Regions from separate parts of the Pan troglodytes genome. Here region 2 is linked to region 1. The links are chromatin contacts, called in public HiChIP or PLAC-seq maps. All regions are on one chromosome and are shown on one strand. The core of a region is the stretch at or near the end of the contact, and the rest is flanking DNA. Distances in the headings are between cores, read along the strand shown. Region 1 holds the start of MAP3K12 (mitogen-activated protein kinase kinase kinase 12). Region 2 holds the start of AAAS (aladin WD repeat nucleoporin).

The links. HiChIP or PLAC-seq counts read pairs in DNA pulled down with a chosen protein or histone mark.
Region 2: an H3K4me3 HiChIP or PLAC-seq map of stem cell-derived excitatory neurons shows a contact between it and region 1, with 8 times the contacts expected there. The contact joins the promoter of AAAS here to the promoter of MAP3K12 in region 1. A contact is called at or near these places in 2 of 7 Hi-C or Micro-C datasets (induced pluripotent stem cells and stem cell-derived neural progenitor cells) and 1 of 1 datasets of contacts at active chromatin or transcription factors (stem cell-derived excitatory neurons).

What each region holds. Positions count from the first base shown.
Region 1 is chr10:42,359,748-42,364,326 of NHGRI_mPanTro3-v2.0_pri, forward strand. MAP3K12 (mitogen-activated protein kinase kinase kinase 12) reads left to right here and starts at 2,743. Exons shown (of 15, transcript XM_509099.9): 1 at 2,743-2,826. TARBP2 (TARBP2 subunit of RISC loading complex) reads right to left here and starts at 2,057. Exons shown (of 9, transcript XM_003313655.5): 1 at 789-2,057; 2 at 66-235. The coding sequence starts at 841.
Region 2 is chr10:42,542,613-42,547,063 of NHGRI_mPanTro3-v2.0_pri, forward strand. AAAS (aladin WD repeat nucleoporin) reads left to right here and starts at 2,503. Exons shown (of 16, transcript NM_001246431.2): 1 at 2,503-2,714; 2 at 3,356-3,483. The coding sequence starts at 2,592.

The sequences.
Region 1 (4,579 bases), core at 1,493-3,992:
CAAGAAACAAAGCCATGGGGACCTGCAAATGCACACCCCAGCCAGGCTGCCCAAGCCTTCCTCACCAGTGCAGCTGGTGTCGCCAACGGTGACCCGGAAGGTGAAATTAGGCTGGTGGGCTTGGCCCTCGGCTTTGAGAAGGTCGTACACAGGCGTCTTCCCTATTCTGGTCCCATACTCCTGCAGAAGGCTGATCGGGGTCTTGCCTGGGTTGGCGGCCAGCATTTGCTCTATACTGGGGGAAGGGGCACAGACCCACATCACACCTCCCATCTCTGCACCCACCTAGCCAAGCACTTCCATACCAGACCTAGGCACATTATGGGGGACATAGGGTCCAAGGAACCCCAGACAGTCTAGCATCCATTGGCTGGGTTCCAAGTGGAGGTGCAGGCTGGAAAAGTAGGGCCCACTACCCCAAAGCAAGGGGGGAAGAATGCATTGCTCCTGCCTCAGTTAAGGTGGGCACGATCCTGTGCCCCAATGCAGGTTGAAAGTGCATACCCCCTGACACAGTGCAAGCCAGGAACCCAGTACCCACCAAATGCACTGAATGTGGGGGCATAAAGCCCAGTGTTCCAGTGCAGTCTGGGAACCGGGCCAACCCCAAACTATTTAGAGCTGGAGGCAGCAGCCACTGCCCCGGTGCACGCCGGGAACCACTGCCCACTGCCCCAGTGCTTGCCGGGAACAACCCTCAGGCCAGGTGCATGCTGGGGCCGCGCCGCTACTCCCTCCGCACGGCCCCACGCTTTTCGCCCTGAAGGAATCGGTACGAGACGGCTCACCTAGGCAGCCCGCAGCCCGTGGTAGTGCCGGAGCCTTGCTCCTCTTCACTCATTCCCTCCTCCGTCCCCGCGGGCGCCACCGTGACTGCAGCCTCCACGCGCCCCAATACACAGCCGACGAGCTAGGGCCGGGGCCAAGCCCGGAGTCGCGGCCGGTAGGGCCCGCCGCGGGGCACGCTGGGATATGGAGTCCCCCGCCCACCCTACTTCATGAGCCTCCATCTGGAGAGGAGCTATCCGCCCCACAACCCTCTGCGTGCGTGGCTCGCCCGGGCAGGCTGCACCGCCTTCTGGGAGGAGCGGGCCCTCCGCCGTCGCTTCTCGAGAAGGCCGTATTTTTTTGTTTGTAATACCGTCCCGCCTCCTTCCTTCTGCGCCCCCTCTCTCCCGGTCCGTGAGGCTGTGGACATGCGTACTAGCGGAGGGGAAGCCGCTGGGTAGGGAGGCGGTAAGGACTCACTTGGGCACGGAGCCTTTTGGATCGCGAGAAAACTACAGAACCCAAGAGCCCGCGCGCCATCTTTGTCGCAGCTGGAGAGGCAGGGTCAAGCACGCACGAGAAGCTTCATGGCGTCATTGGTTACTCCCATTGCGATTACTTCCCCTAGGTGCACTGAGATTGGTTACTTCGACTAAAGGGGCGGAGACAAGGAAAAGTCAGCCCCCCCCGACCCCGCCTCCTTGATGAAGGAAGGTTGTGATTGGTCCGGAGAGGCTGCCGTCGGATCCTGGCTCTTTGCGGTCTGGGAGGGTGGGCCTTACCTAGACGCCGGAGGGGACCGATCTCTGTTTCCGCAGGGCTCTGGAGCTGGTGCAGGTTTAAGTCCGTCTCAGACAGTCCCCTCAACCCACAGCCTAAGCCCCTTGCCCTTGGGCCTCCGTGACACAGAACTTGCTTCCTTTTCCTAGGTCGTCCTTCACCTCCCTTCAGGTGTTGCTTCTTTTGTGAAACCTTTTTAGAACCGCTCTAGTGAACCTCTCTTTAACTGGCGAGGAAACCTCTGGGGCCTGATAATCAGGCTGTAATGTGGGACGACAGGATTAGAAGGACTAGGCACCTGGTGGTCTTGTTCCCTCTTCCATGAGTCTTGGGTCTCTCAGCTGAAGAGAGCAAAAGTGAATTTTGGCCGCCTAAGATTAATCAACTGATCTGGGTGTTGAGCAGACGCGCATTGTTTAGTCCTAGAGCCCCATTGCCTCCTCCCCCAAAGTTGCACAACCACTGGGCTGAGGGAAATCTTGTGACCTTGGAGAGAGAAAGGGAGAGACCACATTAAAAAAAAAAAAAAAAGGTTCTAATGAGTGTTCTGAGAAGGGGTCAAGAAAGATGTCTTACTCTGAGCCGGGGTTGGAGGTCCAGAGGAATCTTGAAATGATAATGAGGGGTCATCCAGGAACACTGGAGGAGGATGGGGCCTAGAGCCGAGTGAATTCCAAGTGGGTGAAATTGGAGTGAGTGGTGACAATCAAGGGAAGGAGAGCTGGCAAGATCGGTATGATAGGGGGAGCAATGCCAGAGCGCTAGGGATCCCAACTGAGGGGCTGCTCTCTCCGATGTAGAAAGGAGTCTATAAGACGGGTCATAGGGGGTTCCTGTGGAATCAGCCTGAGGCCTGAGGTGGGACCTCCATAGGACACCGCCAGCAGGGAGGCGCGGGGCCCAGGCGGGCCAGGTACGAGCCTGGAGCGCGCCGGATGGCAGCAGCGGGCTCCTTTAAGAGGCCGGCGGCTCCATCGCAGCATCCCCCGCTCAGGGCGTGTCCGTCCCGGGGGGCCAGGGGCGGGGGCCCTGGAAGGAGCGGGAGTTCAAGCCGAGCAGGGACGGGGCTAGGGGTCGGGGGGTGGGGGCAGAAAGCTGAAGCTGACACCCGTGCATCCGGACACCGCACGAGCATCGCCTGTGACAGCGCCCCGGGTCCGGTGGAGGGCAGCGGGGGGAGGAGGGAAGGAGGAGGAGAAGGAGGAGGAGGCGGGAGCAGCATCCGGAGCGGAGCTGCAGCAGCGCCGCCTTTTGTGCTGCGGCCGCGGAGCCCCCGAGGTGAGAGCCTGGCCGAGTTGTGGGGGGGTGGGGGGCAGGGATGGGTCTGGGTCCTGGGATCCGGGCGTGGAGGGAGGGTCGGGATGCAGATGTGGCCTGGTGCGGGGTGATGGCGTGGGGATGCTGAGGCTGTGGGGATGGAGGAACTGGGGACCTGGACCCGACGCCTGTGGGGCTGGGAAGGAAGGGAATGGAGCGGAGGGATGCCGCGGCCCAGCTTGGAGACGAAGGGCCTCCAGAGCTGGAAAGGACCGTATTGGGGTGGGGTGGAGGATGATTGGGGGACAGACTTAAAGGACAGAGGGCAAGAGAACATCTCCTCCCACTCATCCTCAGGAAGAGAGAGAGGGAAGGAGGAGGGAGAGTTTTGGCCCCCTCTAGGGAAGGAAAGGAAGGGCAAGGACTGATATACCCACCATCTACACACACACACACACACACACACACACACACACACACACACACACACTTAGCAGGCTGGACCTGAAGATTAGTCAGAGAGCACCTGTTCCTGCATGCCCAGGCGTTGGTCCCCCTCCCCTTCAAGCTGTGATCCTCCTAATCCCCTCCAGCTGTGGCATTCACCTCCAGCTGTGGCATTCACCTCCATCCAGCTGTTGCATCCTCCCCTCCCCCATTCACTTGTGGGTTTCTCCCTCCTCTTTCTCTCCATCTCCTCTGGCTCCCCTAACCCATCTCCCCCAGTCAGGCCCTCCAAAAACCTCCTCCCTTTCCCACAAACACTCCTCAAACTCATTGGCTTAAAAATAAACAAGAGTTGAGACTTGCTGGTAACCAAGGCCTTGACTGAGAGGAGGGAAGAGTCAAGGCTCTGTAGACAGTGGGAGGAAACAGTGAGGTGTCCCTTAGAATTAAGAGAGGAGTCCTACCTTGTAGATGCTCATCTGCTGCCTTTTTCAGAGGAGCGTAGGTGAGTGGCCTCCAATCAGAAGGGAGTGCACATGAGGTCTCCTCACCCCACCCAGAGTCGTCTCAAGCCACAGTCAGTGCATCCCTCTAAACACATTTCCCTTGCAGTTCTCAAGGTGGACTCCATTGCTCTAGGAGCTTTGAGTTTCAGCCAGAGGGTCCTACCAAGCTAAGGCTAACAGAAAGGATTTAGGAAGGATAGGACTCAAGTGCCCCCTGAGCCTTCCTGTCCAGACACTGAAGTTTCTCTGAGCTTTAGGGCCCCACTCCCTCCTATCTCACACTTACAGGTGAAAAAAAGTGTGTCCCCTCAAGCGTATCATTCATCCATTCACTCCCATTGTCAACTGGGGTAATGTTAGGAAAACCCCAGCTCAACATGGAGACACCAGCTAAATATCCATCCCAGTTATGGACAGAGGAGGCAAGAAGTTAGACATGGCTCAGGATTTCCTAGGCTTCCTTATAGCTGAAGAGGGCAGAACCCTTCTAAAAACCAATTGCTTTTCCCCTCGTGGTGACACTGTGGTAGGATCGGGCTTTTCTAGGAAGAGGACTCTTGGTTCTACCACTCACAGCCCGGACTCTCGTAATGCACAGTCCTCCCTCTCCCCTGCCTGGATCTGGAGAGAAAGAAGGAATCAACCCTGTAAGAAGTCCTTGCTAGGGTGGACTGGAGATCACCCCTACATTCAGGTCCTCAGCCCTACACCAGTCAAGCCCTGGGACCCCCAGCTGCCATGCTTCTTCCAGTGAGGTGGAAATGTCTGCCCCTCACGCCAGCCACTCATGCATTCACTCACACTGTTGACTGAGGTGATGC
Region 2 (4,451 bases), core at 1,253-3,752, 180 kb after region 1:
AACCTGGTGCCAAAAAGTTGGGGACCGCTAGGTTAGAGCCTTGCTACTTAAAATGTGGTCTGTGCAGTATCAGCTGGGGATTCTTTGGAACTATAGCCTCTGAGCGCCACCTTAGGAGATGCTCAGGTGATTCCTATGTCCCTTAACAGTTGAGAAGTACTAGATTAGAGGAGAGCCACTTGCCTTCTCAGGTGAAGTGCATTTTCAGGAGACTCTGGAGCCCTTTGTTTTCTGACCTGGTAGTAACTCTCTTGGGGGGAATTTTTCAGGTGAAAAAGAAGGGCAGACACGGAATCCAGAATACTAGAACTAAATGCCCCCTAGATTATTCAATGAGACTGGTAGCTCTTGGGAGTGGGGACAGCCTTCTACATCTTCAAATCACTTAACATTTGTTAATGAACTCTGACCAAGGTCACCTAGTTGATGGCACAGTTATAGCTATTAACCTCTGACATTTGTTTAGCACTTTAAAATTTATTAAATAGCTTCATTTTATTATTTTGTATGGAAAACAACCATATGAAATAATTAGGACACTGCAAATGAGAAAAGTGAGACTCAAAGAATTCAATGTTTTTTCCAAAGTCTGTAAGAGGGGCCCCCATTCTCTTTCTTTCTTTCCTTTCTCCCTCTCCCTTCCCTCCCGTTTTTTTTTGTTTTGTTTTGTTTTTTGTTTTTTTTTTTGAGACGGAGTTTCGCTCTTGTTGCCCAGGTTGGATGGAGTGCAGTGGCGCGATCTCTGCTCACTGCAACCTCCGCCTTCCAGGTTCAAGGGATTCTCCTGCCTCAGCCTCCCGAGTAGCTGGGATTACAGGCATGCACCACAATGCCTGGCTAGTTTTGTATTTTTTAGTAGAGATGGGGTTTCTCCATGTTGGTCAGGCTGGTCTCGAAATCCCGACCTCAGGGGATCAGCCCACCTCAGCTTCCCAAAGTGCTGGGATTACAGGCGTGAGCCACTGCGCCCGGCTCTTTCTCTCTGGCTTGCTTGACAGGGTCTCGCTCTTTGACCCAGGCTGGAGTGCAGTGGTGCTATCTTGGATCATTGCAGTCTGGATTCTCCTATCTCAGCCTTCTGAGTAGCTGGACTAAAGACGCTTGCCACCACCACGCTGGCTAACTTTTGAATTTTTTGTAGATACAGGGTCTTGCTATTTTGCCCAAGCTGGTCTTGAACTCCTGGGCTCAAGAGATCAGCCTCGGCCTCCCAAAGTGCTGGGATTACAGGTGTGAGCTACCACACCCAGCCTCACTTTTATTCTTAAGTGAGAATAACTGGTTTGGGTGTATCTAGGTCCAATCTCTCTGTGACTCACTTTCCTCATGGTGACAGAACAGCACCCACCTTATGGGGTTGTAAAGATTATAAAAGCACTTATCGTAACAAGTGCTCAGGAAATAGTTTTGCAGCCCGGCAAGGTGGCTCAGGCCTGTAATCCCAGCACTTTGGGAGGCCAAAGCAGGCAGATCACTTGAGGTCAGGAGTTTGAGACCAGCCTGGCCAACATGGTAAAACCTCGTCTCTACTAAAAATACAAACTTAGCTGGGCGTGGTGAAGCATGCCTGTAATCCCAGCTACTCCAGAGGTTGAGGCAGGATAATCGCTTGAACCGGGGAGGCAGAGGTTGCAGTGAGCTGAGATAACACCACTGCCTTCATCCTGGGCAATAGAGCGAGACCCTGTCTCTCAAAAAAATAAAATAAAATAAAGTTTTCCTTTTTGAGACGAAGTTTCCCTCTTGTTACCCAGGCTGGAGTGCAATGGTGCGATCTTGGCTCACTGCAACCTCCCCCTCCGGAGTTCAAGAGATTCTCCTGCCTCAGCCTCCCGATTAGCTGGGATTACAGGTGCCCGCCACCACGCCCGACTAATTTTTGTATTTTTAGTATAGATGGGGTTTTCAGCATGTTGGCCAGGCTAGTCTGCGAACTCCTTTCAGATGATCCACCCACCTCGGCCTCCCAAAGTGCTGGGATTACAGGCGTGAGCCACCGCGCCTGGCAGGAAATGTTAGTTTTCCAACCGTCCCCACCTCCCTTTCCAGGACGCCTAACCGTGTGGGTGCAGCACTGTTCCTCCTCTCTGAGGCTTTTCCCTCAGCTTTCCAGCCAGCTGCCTGTGACATAGCCTGTATTTTCCTCTGGGTGATCCACAGGCCTGGGAGGGTTAATTTGGTACTTCCCTGAATGTGGCTTATTTCGGGCTTTCTAAGCGCTAAGATAGTGAGTGGGAGAAGGTGTTCGGGAATTCGGAGCTGGGAAAAACGGTAGTCTCATGGAAAACAACAGAAAAAAACCCCACTCCAGTCTGGTAACCAACGGTTGGCCGGGGGACGTGTCCGCGCTGCTCCCCCTCCGGCCGCCAGGGGGCGCAGGAAGAAGCTTTGGCGGTCTGTCCCGGGACCGCGTACTCGTCCTTCTTTCCCGTTCGTCTTTTCTTCACTTCCGTTGAGTTCCGCCTCGCCGTTTGTCCCTTGCGGCTACCCGTCCGCATACGAATCTAGCCCGGGAACCGAGTTGCGGGAGTGCGGTCTGTGCCGTTCCGGCCAGGAGTTTGCCGACTGCAGACGTCCTGCGAACCGGCAAGATGTGCTCTATGGGGTTGTTCCCTCCTCCACCGCCTCGGGGTCAAGTCACCCTATATGAGCACAATAACGAGCTGGTGACGGGCAGTAGCTATGAGAGCCCGCCCCCCGACTTCCGGGGCCAGGTGGCCAGGGCGAGGAGGGAGGAGACCTACAGGCATGGGGGCGGAGTCGGGGACTACTGGGGAAAGGAGGCAGTGTGACAGGGGCAGGGTCACAGAGTCTGGCGGAGTGGAAACAGCTTGGTCCCGGCAGGAGACTAGAAGGGCTGGAATCTGTTTTAGGACTGGGATTGGAGTATAACGGGGGAACGGTTAAGGAGCTGTGGGGGAGGCCTGGAGAGAATGAGGGAGAATCTAGGGAGTGTGAGGATGCGGGAGAACTATCTAAAAGTTGGGGACAGTATCTGGGGAGGATCAGAAGGATACAACATGGAACTTTTTTCCATGGTGTTCCTGGGAAGGACAAGGAAGGGAAACTGACATTTATTGAGCGTTTGCTATGTAAGAAAGAGGCTGATTCAGGTGTTTTCTAAAAATGTTATATGGTTTCATAATCACAGCAACCCTATGAAATATTATTCTAGTTGCACAGATACGGGAGCTAAGACTTGTTTCCCATTCTCACAAGTGTTAGCTTTGTGGAAATGGGAAACAGACCTCTGGAATCTCTTATACTTAGCCCAGCGGTGGGTTGGAGATGGCACGGAATTAAAGATTTGGGAAGAGACTGACTCACCGTCACACCCCTCACTTTTGTGCTATAGTGGATCAATCTTCCTGTCCTACAACTGACCAAGGATCCCCTAAAGACCCCTGGAAGGCTGGACCATGGCACAAGAACTGCCTTCATCCATCACCGGGAGCAAGTGTGGAAGAGATGCATCAACATTTGGTGAGGCATGGCAAAGGGTTTCCTGGGTCACAGTCTGCAGATCCTGGAAAATGAGTCACCACCCCTTTACCTTGGGGTGTTCTTCAAAAGACTTTTATTCAGGCTGTCTCCATGAGAGCTGTATATCCTAAATCATATGAAATTTTTAGTCCTTATTATAGAACTTAAATGCTCAATAAATGTCAGGTTCCCTTCCTTGCCCTTCCCAGGAACACTATGGAAAAAGTACTTCCATTTCATCTCTAGTAACTTGCCTTGCTTTCTGGCTTGATTAGGTGAACCTGCTCCCTGCCCCCACCTCATGTCATTACCACTTCTGAGCTTTTAACTAAAGCTCAGCAAGATCAGATATAAGGTTGCACTGAATAATCTCCTACATAGGTCATCCACTTTGCACTTGTAGGAGTGGAGCTGCACTACCTGGTTTCATTTTCTTTTTTCTTTTTTTTTTGAGATGGAGTTTCACTCTTGTTGCCCAGGCTGGAGTGCAGTGGTGTGCTCAGCTCACTGCAACTTCCACCTCCTAGGTTCAAGCGATTCTTTTGCCTCAGTCTCCCGAGTAGCTAGGATTACAGGCATGCGCCACCACGCCCAGCTAATTTTGTATTTTTAGTAGAGACAGGGTTTCTCCATGTTGGTCAGGCTGGTCTTGAACTTCCGACCTCAGATGATGTGCCCGCCTTGGCCTCCCAAAGTGCTGGGATTACAGGCGTGAGCCACCGCGCCCGGCTCATTTTCTTCTTTTTTTTTTTTTTTTTTGAGACGGAGTCTTGCTGTGTTGCCAGGCTGGAGTGCAGAGGTGCGATCTCGGCTCACTGCAGCCTCCGCCTCTCTGGTTCAAGCAGTTCCCCTGCCTCAGCCTCCCGAGTAGCTGGTACTATAGGCATGTGCCACCACGCCCAGCTAACTTTTTGTATTTTAGTAGAGATGAGATTTCACCATGTTGGCCAGGGTGGTCTGGCCTCCTG